Regions from separate parts of the Pan troglodytes genome. Here regions 1 and 3 are each linked to region 2. The links are chromatin contacts, called in public capture Hi-C maps. All regions are on one chromosome and are shown on one strand. Each heading gives the region's core, a stretch centred on a gene start, on an enhancer-like site or on the middle of the called end of the contact. The rest is flanking DNA. Distances are from core to core; before and after follow the strand shown.

The links. Capture Hi-C pulls out chosen DNA fragments and counts their contacts.
Region 1: a contact with region 2 is called in a capture Hi-C map of stem cell-derived neural stem cells, with 5 times the contacts expected there. The contact joins two enhancer-like sites. A contact is called at or near these places in 5 of 7 Hi-C or Micro-C datasets (blood, induced pluripotent stem cells, a lymphoblastoid cell line and 1 more) and 1 of 1 other capture datasets (stem cell-derived neural stem cells).
Region 3: a contact with region 2 is called in a capture Hi-C map of stem cell-derived neural stem cells, with 3 times the contacts expected there. The contact joins two enhancer-like sites. A contact is called at or near these places in 3 of 7 Hi-C or Micro-C datasets (induced pluripotent stem cells and stem cell-derived neural progenitor cells), 1 of 1 datasets of contacts at active chromatin or transcription factors (stem cell-derived excitatory neurons) and 1 of 1 other capture datasets (stem cell-derived neural stem cells).

Annotation. Positions count from the first base shown.
Region 1 is chr9:136,101,372-136,104,071 of NHGRI_mPanTro3-v2.0_pri, reverse strand. JAM3 (junctional adhesion molecule 3) reads right to left here. Exons shown (of 9, transcript XM_529458.9): 2 at 1,056-1,121; 3 at 170-283. Among named protein-coding and RNA genes, the nearest start is that of JAM3, 73 kb to the right of the region's middle. Within about 2 kb of position 1,446, at least 8 of the 24 cell types and tissues checked have an H3K27ac peak or open chromatin away from gene starts, as enhancers often do. A contact at or near this core is called in stem cell-derived neural stem cells, where this site is marked.
Region 2 is chr9:136,008,413-136,011,112 of NHGRI_mPanTro3-v2.0_pri, reverse strand. No RefSeq gene overlaps it. Among named protein-coding and RNA genes, the nearest start is that of JAM3, 20 kb to the left of the region's middle. Within about 2 kb of position 1,327, at least 2 of the 24 cell types and tissues checked have an H3K27ac peak or open chromatin away from gene starts, as enhancers often do. A contact at or near this core is called in stem cell-derived neural stem cells, where this site is marked.
Region 3 is chr9:135,881,459-135,884,158 of NHGRI_mPanTro3-v2.0_pri, reverse strand. IGSF9B (immunoglobulin superfamily member 9B) reads left to right here. Exons shown (of 20, transcript XM_016922322.4): 13 at 2,110-2,285. Among named protein-coding and RNA genes, the nearest start is that of IGSF9B, 33 kb to the left of the region's middle. Within about 2 kb of position 1,363, at least 3 of the 24 cell types and tissues checked have an H3K27ac peak or open chromatin away from gene starts, as enhancers often do. A contact at or near this core is called in stem cell-derived neural stem cells, where this site is marked.

The DNA of each region.
Region 1 (2,700 bases), core at 197-2,696, 93 kb before region 2:
CTTTTGCATATATTTGAAATTTTCCATAATTAGAAATCTTTAAAAAAAAAAAAACGGTCCTAGCTACAGATGCAGGTTACCAGTCTGAGGTAAGTTTCTGGCCAAGAGTGTACACCCAGGTCTATGGACAGAGGAAAGGTCAGCAAGCAAGAGGACTACAGGATCATACCCTGAATTTTGTTGTCAAAAAACACATATGTGGTTTGTTCATCTTGAATTTTCTTCCACTCGATCCTGGGGTCACTTGTCTGCGAATCCGTAATGATGCAAGACAGTTCCACACCTAACACGCAAAGAAGAAAAAGAGCTCTCGGTGAATGTGGAGTGCTTCTAGGTTCAGCTGCACCCAGACCCTGCAAGCTCTAATTCAAGAGGCCTTTCATGCAGATTAAAAACGTAGCCAACTCCACACTCCAAGAGACTTTGAGAAAGGATTTTTTGCCAGAAAATCAATAAAGATAATTAGCAAGGATTTTACTACATAGTGTACCCCCTCCCTTAAACACCCTGCTTGTATATAAGAAATTTCTTGGCCAGGCGCGGTGGCTCACACCTGTAATCTTAGCACTTTGGGAGGCCAAGGAGGGTGGATCACCTGAGGTCAGGAGTTTGAGACCAGTCAGGCCAAACATGGCAAAACCCCATACAAAAATCAGCTAGGCGTGGTGGCGGGTGCCTGTAATCCCAGCTACTCAGGAGGCTGAGGCAGGAGAATCGCTTGAACCCAGGAGGCAGAGGCTGCAGTGAGCCAAGATTGCGTCACTACACTCCAGCCTGGGCAACAGGAGCGAGACTCCATCTCAAAAAGAAAAAAGAAATTTCTTTGTTGTGTGATCACAAAGCCAGGCAGGAGTGCGATGACAGCTGATGGAAAACCGCACAGGGCTCACTGCCGGCCTGCTGATGCCATGCTTCTAGGCCTGTGCACCGCAGAGCAGTCCACCCGGGACATCTCCCTGGCACACTACAGAGACAGATGTGTCCTGAGTTGGCTGCAAGACACCAAATGTCCAGTAGATGGTGCCCATTATCCTAGGCATTTCGTTTGTACTTACTTTCAAATTCCTGTACCACTGGGGTTCGATTGCTGGATTTGAGATTTACAGCCCCTATCAGGCAGCCTGAAGGAGAAAGAAAAGTAAAATCAGAGAAAATGTATCTCAAACGGCAGAGAAACCTTGCACTGAGGTCAGGTTTTCCCGTCTGCGTAGGCTATGGTTACTAACCACAGAGGATGGAAAAATATTCCACAATAAAGTCTCTTAGGTAAGCCAAGTTAACTGCTTTCTCTCTCAAATCTGACCTTCACTGGAAGGAGCCAAGGGAAAGAGAAGAGTTCTAAGAACTCCTTCTCCTTTCTAGTCCCAGAACAAAGCCCTCAGAGCTTTAAAGCCTTTGTCTAAGCATTTCCTATTGACCCTTCGACACCTCTCCTCCCAGACCTGCCCGGGCCTTCTGCCCTTCCTCCCTCCATCATCCCCTCTTCCCCAGGCTTCCAATCCTGCACAGGCACCCTCAGTGGCACGTGATATGGGCCAGACTCTTGGGCTGGAACTCTTCCCTTCGGGACGGCATCAACACTCTCTGGGTATGGTTATCAACCAGCTAGGAGTCCACCTCGCTGTATGAGCAACCCGGTGGTTCCAGTCCACGAAGTTTTCACCGGTCTTTGTTGAAATGAGAAAAATAATAATATAACACGGTAATTTTCACGAAGCTGAGTTTATATCATTGATGAAAGCAAGATAACTACTTGCATGGCAATCCCTTTCAAAACTAGCATCTGATTCCTTATGGGTTTGGGCAAACATCAGACACCTGTTTACCATGGTCTCAAAAGTTCTCAACTAATCTTGGAGAGAAGATCAAGTAGGTACATGGACTACCTACAACATAGTATTCTTTAGCTGCCATGCCTCCAATAAAACATGCCATCCCCAAAGAAGGCCTTCATACAGAACACCTTGATGAAGGTCTCTGGGTCCTGGCTTATGATCACCGCTAAAGAAAATCACAGAGCAACTCTGCTCCAAGCTGCTTTAACTCCTTGCATACTGGGCAGCCTCACACAGCCCATTCTTTTCCTTTCTCTTCTTTAATGGCCCAGCTACATGGATCTTTTCTTTCTAAATAGTCAGATTTCACTAATTCTAGCAAAAGCCCTAAACAATAATTCAACAAAAAGGGATGGAAAACAGAAGTGTAATATACCTGAATTGCTATTGGTTCCTAAAACACTTCTACAAAAAGTTATACAACAAAGGACAAGTGAAGATAACGTTATTTTGTTTGGATAACCATGGCTACTCCCTCTGGGAGCCAGAAATACATCCCATGCATGTGCAGCCCCTTCTACTTCTCCTTCAAAATGAAAGCGCCCAGTGATGCACTAGTAAAGAATGATATGTGAGGCTCCGAGTCTCTACCAAGGCCACACGGGCTCCTTCTAAGGAAAGTGGCCACAAACATTTCTCTCAGTATGAGCACCACGACTTCAACAGGACGCCACCACTGGCTCTAAGGGACTATCGGCCATAAACATTTCTCTCAGTATGAGCACCACGACTTCGAGGAGACGCCACCACTGGCTCTAAGGGACTATTGGCCATAAACATTTCTCTCAGTATGAGCACCATGACTTCGACGAGACGCCACCACTGGCTCTAAGGGACTAGTGGCCATAAACATTTCTCTCAGTTA
Region 2 (2,700 bases), core at 78-2,577:
TCCTGCCCACCCCGGGTGGCCGCGACAGGGAGCGCCCCCTCCTGCGCGGGGTGCACCGTTTCCCAGCCTCACTGCGCCACCGTGTGGCGGCCTCTTACTGTTGCAGCTCCTTATTCCTCCCCCGCCCTCCCCAAACCGGTACGCTTAGCTGTTTGGTGTTCTGTGCTCAAGTTTTCAAGGCAATTTTGTGTATAGTATCCCAGTATTTTTTTTTTTTTTTTGGCAGGGGGGCAGGGTCTCGCTCTGTCGTCCAGGCTGGAGTGCAGTGGCACGATCACGACTCACTGGAGCCTCCACCTCCCTCACTCAAGTGATCCTCCTGCTTCAATCTCCGGAGTAGCTGGGACCACAGGCATGTGCCACTATGCCTAGCTAATTTTTTAATTTTTTGTAGAGATAGTGTCTTCTGTGTTGCCCAGGCTGGTCTCGAACTCCTGGCCTCAAGGGATCCTCTCGCCTCAGCCTCCCAAAGTGCTGGGATTACAGGCAGCATCCCGGTATTTTAAGAACTTGCAGTCTTAAGCAGAGATACCCAGATGGATGTAAGCCCTGAGCCGGGCATGTACATAAAGCAATAAAGGGCTAAGACTGAAAGCCGTAGGTTAGTGTATTTGTGTGGAGATGAGGAAGAAGAAAGAACAGCCGTAAGAGTTCCAAATATTTCACACTGGGCTGCTTAGGAGCCAGGGTGCGACCCTAGTTCAGTTGGTGGGGTGGATTTTGCTGCCCTCTTCAAAAGAGTTTTAAAAATATAGATTGATTGTGTTTTAGAGACAGGATCTCGCTCTGTCACCCAGGCTGAGTGCAGTGTCACGACCACAGCCCACTGCAGCCTGAACTCCTGGGCACATGCGATCCGTCTTCCTCAGCCTCCCAAGTAACTGGGACCACAGGTGTGTGCCACCACTTCCAGCTAATTTTTAAAACTTTTTGTAGGGATGAGGTCTCACTATGTTGCTTAGGCTGGTCTCAAACTTCTGGGCTCAAGCGATCTTCCTGCTTCCCCATCTGGAAGTACTGGGATTACAAGTGTGAGCCACCTTGCCTGGCCACGTACTTATCCAAAAAAAAAAAATGCAAAAGCCAGAGTAGAACAGCCTGGATTGTTAGCCTGGGGTCTCCTTGCTTTGCATCCAGAGACCCCCTGGGGAGGGGAGGAGTCAGCCACAGGGTTCCTCCAGCAGGGAGGGGCCAAAGCATCACAAGGGGAAAAGTGCCATCTGTCATCTGTGAAGGAGCACTGCAGTTCACGTCGGAAGTCCTGCTCTTCTCCTCACTCTGTGACCTTGAGAAACTGCAGGGCCTGGCTTTAAATTTCAGAGCGTCCTCAGGCTTTGCCTGTGTTCACGCCGTGTCTGCCCCGACTGCCTGTCGTGTGCCTCGGTCAGACTGGTGTATTCTTCTTCCCCCAGACGTCACTGGTTCTTCCGCTTTGCTGGTAGCATGGCTTTTGCTCAGAATGCCTTTCTTTCTCCCTCTGTGCCTTTAAATCCTAGCCATCCTGAAGGTGAACTCAGATTTCTTCCATGGGGCTTTTGCAAGTCTTTCCAGCTGGGAACTTCCCTCACCCTCTCCGAAACCCTCCCTGGGACTCCACAGATCCTTCTTTTAGGAGCATTATCTGGTGCTTCGAGGTATATTCTGGTTTTTTCATACATCGTAGATATTTTGGGGACCATGTGATATTCTGATCCATGTATATAATGTGTGATGATTAAGTCAGGGCACTTGGGATGGGCATCCCTCAACATTTTTCTTTCTGTTGGGAGCATAGAATATTCTAGTCATGCGTACCTTTACTGTATGTCCCTCACTAGGTGTTAAACTCTATGTGTGGACACTACATTCGATTCATCATCATGCAGTGTGCCTGACACTATGCTTTAGCCATACTGAGTGATGAGCAGACCTCTTATTGATTGAAAAGGAATTTCCTTATTTTTTATAGCTCAACTTAAATATAATTTTTCCCAGGCTGGGCACAGTGGCTCATGCCTGTCATCCCTGCACTTTGGGAGGCTGAGACGGGCAGATCACTCGAGGCCAGGAGTTCGAGATCAACCTGGTCAACACGGCAAAACCCCATCTCAACTAAAAATACAAAAATTAGCTGGGCGTGGTGGTGTGTGCCTGTAGTCCCAGCTACTGAGGAGGCTGAAGCATGAGAACTGCGTGAACCCAGGAGGCAGAGGTTGCAGTGAGCCGAGATTGCGCCACTGCACTCCAGCCCAACTCTGTCTCAAAAAATATATATGTATATTTTATATAATATATATTTATTATTTTATATTTTTATGTTTATAATATATTTTATATATTTACTTATAATACATTTTTATATTTATTATGTACATATACATACATATGTAATATCTCCCAGTAAGTCTCCATGAATTCCCCCCACTACCCCAAGGTGGGGGTGACGTGCCCTCTCGGTGCTTCTAGAACATGCACTCTTCCTACCACAGTGCCTGTCCTACTTATTCCAACGCCTTGTCACTTGCTTTCTCACCCACTAGATGACAAGTGCCTTGAGGAGACAGTGCGTCTGTGAGGCCTCCAGTGCGTGCGTTGCACATGGGCAAACTGTAGGAACTGAGTGGCTATCTGATGAACAGATAGATAAAGAAATGAATCCACGTGTAGATGCATGGAAGCAGGGAAGGGGAGAGGCGCTACAGATGACCTTTAAGATTGCCT
Region 3 (2,700 bases), core at 114-2,613, 130 kb after region 2:
GGTACATGAGATATTTTGATATAGGCATGGAGTGTGTAATAATCGCATCAGGGTAAAGGGGTATCCACCCCTCAAACATTTGTCCTTTGTGTTCCAACAATCCAATTATACTCATAGTGATTTAAGAATGTATGATACATTATTGTTGCTTGTAATCCTGTTGTGCTGGCAAACACCAGGTCTTACTGGTTCTTTCTCACTATGATTTGTACGTGTTCACCCTCCCCACCTCCTGTAGTCTAGTTTTTATTCTGTCTCTTCCCCAGTGGCCACAGAAACTGGTGTGGAGAGGTGATGCTCACTTCCCAGCCTTGGGGTCAGCCCCTGCATTTTCTCTCTAGGACCATGTGTTTCTCGATTGTTTTCATTCCTCTGTTGTCAGTTTAGCCAGATGCGGTCATTTGAGATCTTTGCGCAAACCTTAGGGTAGATACGGATCTCAAAAATGTGCCAAGCCGGGTGAGGGCAGGAGGCACAGGAAGGGAGAAGAAGGAAGCCTAGCTGACTCCTCCCACCCCCAAAGGCTGCCCCTCCCTACACTCCTGTTTGAGTAAGAGTGGCAGCCACCTGCCCTGCCCCCGGGGTGACAACCTTGAGCTGGGAGGGCGAGCCCCTCAGTGCCTTCTTTTAGACCTGTCTCACCTGCAGGTGTCTCTCTAGCCAGGCTCAACTCGAGCCTGGGGAGGGGGAAAAGGCAGGCGCCTGGGGCAGCTCAGGGGGTTCAGGGAGACCCCTTTATCCACGTCTCAGCAGTGAGGGAAGTTGAGAGGGGCACCCGCTCTTGTCTCCCATCATGTTGGTTCGGTGGCTGCTTCCCGGGCGGAGTGTCCTGGGTGTCTTGATTCTGATTGGAGAACTGCACCTAGATGATGGGGTTGCAGCAGCTCACCTCCCGTCCCCTTACTCTGTTCCTCCCGCAGCAGCGTGGGGGCCCTAACCAGCCTGCCCGGTGGCTGCTGCGAGACTGGTGCTGCTCAGCGCCTAGGTGTCCAGGGTGGGACATTTGGTGTGGTCAAGCTGTCTTTGGAGATGCCTGGGTGGGAGGTCTGGGCATACGATGGGGGGCTCAGGCGTAGATTGGGGCTCCCCTGCTGCTTGCGGTGCTGCTCCACGCTGCTGCTCATCTGCACTGCTTTTCCACACGTGGCTCCTCGCTGCTTTGTTGCCTGGGCCAGGGAAGGGCGGGGCCGAGGTTGGGGAGGTCTCCTTTCTTTCTGCCTGCCTCTAACTCTGTGCACTGACTCCGACGTTTGGCGCCGGCTTCTTTTTGTTCTGCTTTCCGCTGCCTCAGCTCACCCTCCTGGGCGTGCACGGTAGTGAGCCGGGACCCGGGAGTGGATCCTGGAGGGCACCCACCAGGTTACAGCTCAGGGCTGCAAGGAGAGGGCCAGTCCCACAGGACCATGTCTCCTCCCTGTGGTGACGTGGCAGCACTGCACTCATAGCCCGCCGGCTTTGCTGGGAGTTGGGAGCCTGTGGAACAAGGGAACACCCTCGGCCCCGTCTTCCTACTCTCCATGCATAGCGTGACCTTCTTCCAACCCTTACGGCCTTAGGGATCCTGGCCCCCCTGTGGGGAAACCCCTGGTCATTATGGTCTTATACCCTGGACATCTCAGGTGACTCCAGTCTGATTGGATGAATGAGCCCTGTGGGTTACCCGAGGCCCTACTTCAGCTGTCCCTGGGGGTGTGTGCAGCCAGGTCCTGGGCTCCTTCCCTCGTCCTGCCACTGTTGAGCCGCTTATCCCCACACCCCAGAGCCTTACTCTCCCAAGGCAGAGCTTGTTCTTAGGGTTGTGACCAGGGTGGGATTCTCCCACAATGCAGCTGGTAATCCATCTGACCAGTGTCCTGAGCACGACTTGCACCTAAAGGCCCCTTTGGTAGAAAAGGTGCCAGCTGTGGTTGGTGACCCGGCATCAGGAGGATTGGCACAGCCAAAGCTGGGTAGGGCATCCACTCTGGGCTATGCCCTCTTCTTGCCCTTGAACCTGGGAACGCCAGGCCCACCAGTGCCTTCTCCCTGAGCACCCTGCATGCACCCTCTTCTCTCCAGTGTGACCCACCCCGCCCCTCGTCCCCTATCCTGTCTCTCTCTTTTGGCCAGGATGAAGCGGGCACAGTTTGGGCCCCATGACTGGCTGTCCTTGCCAGTGCCGCCAGGACCCAGCTGGCTGCTGGTGGACACCCTGGAGCCTGAGACAGCGTACCAGTTCAGCGTCCTGGCCCAGAACAAGCTGGGAACCAGCGCCTTCAGTGAGGTGGTCACTGTGAACACTTTAGGTGAGGGCCCGGGGTGGGATGTTGGGAGCGGGGGTTGTAGAGGTGGTGGGGGCGGTGGCCCAGGCAGCTAGCAGTCGGTCTCCTGTGTGCCGGTACCTTGCTGAGTGCTCCACAGAGCCGTGCCGTCTGATCTCCCCGTGAGGATTTGTTGTGGTCTCTGTGGGGTTTGCTGGTCCTGCATCAGAGTGCCGTTGGCCGAATTCCTGTTGCTTTTTCAGGTGGAAGAAAGACACTTAGAATTTTCTCTTTCCTTGTCAGGCCACATGTTTGCTTTCAGGGGAGATTGGGCATCCTCCCTCCTTGGCAGCGCCTGCCGGTTCTTGCCTCTGGCCCCAGCCTCACTGGGCGGTAGGCATGTGGCTGCCTCCCGCTGCAGTGTCTTCCAGGCCACCTTCCTGGAGGCAGCCTCATACTC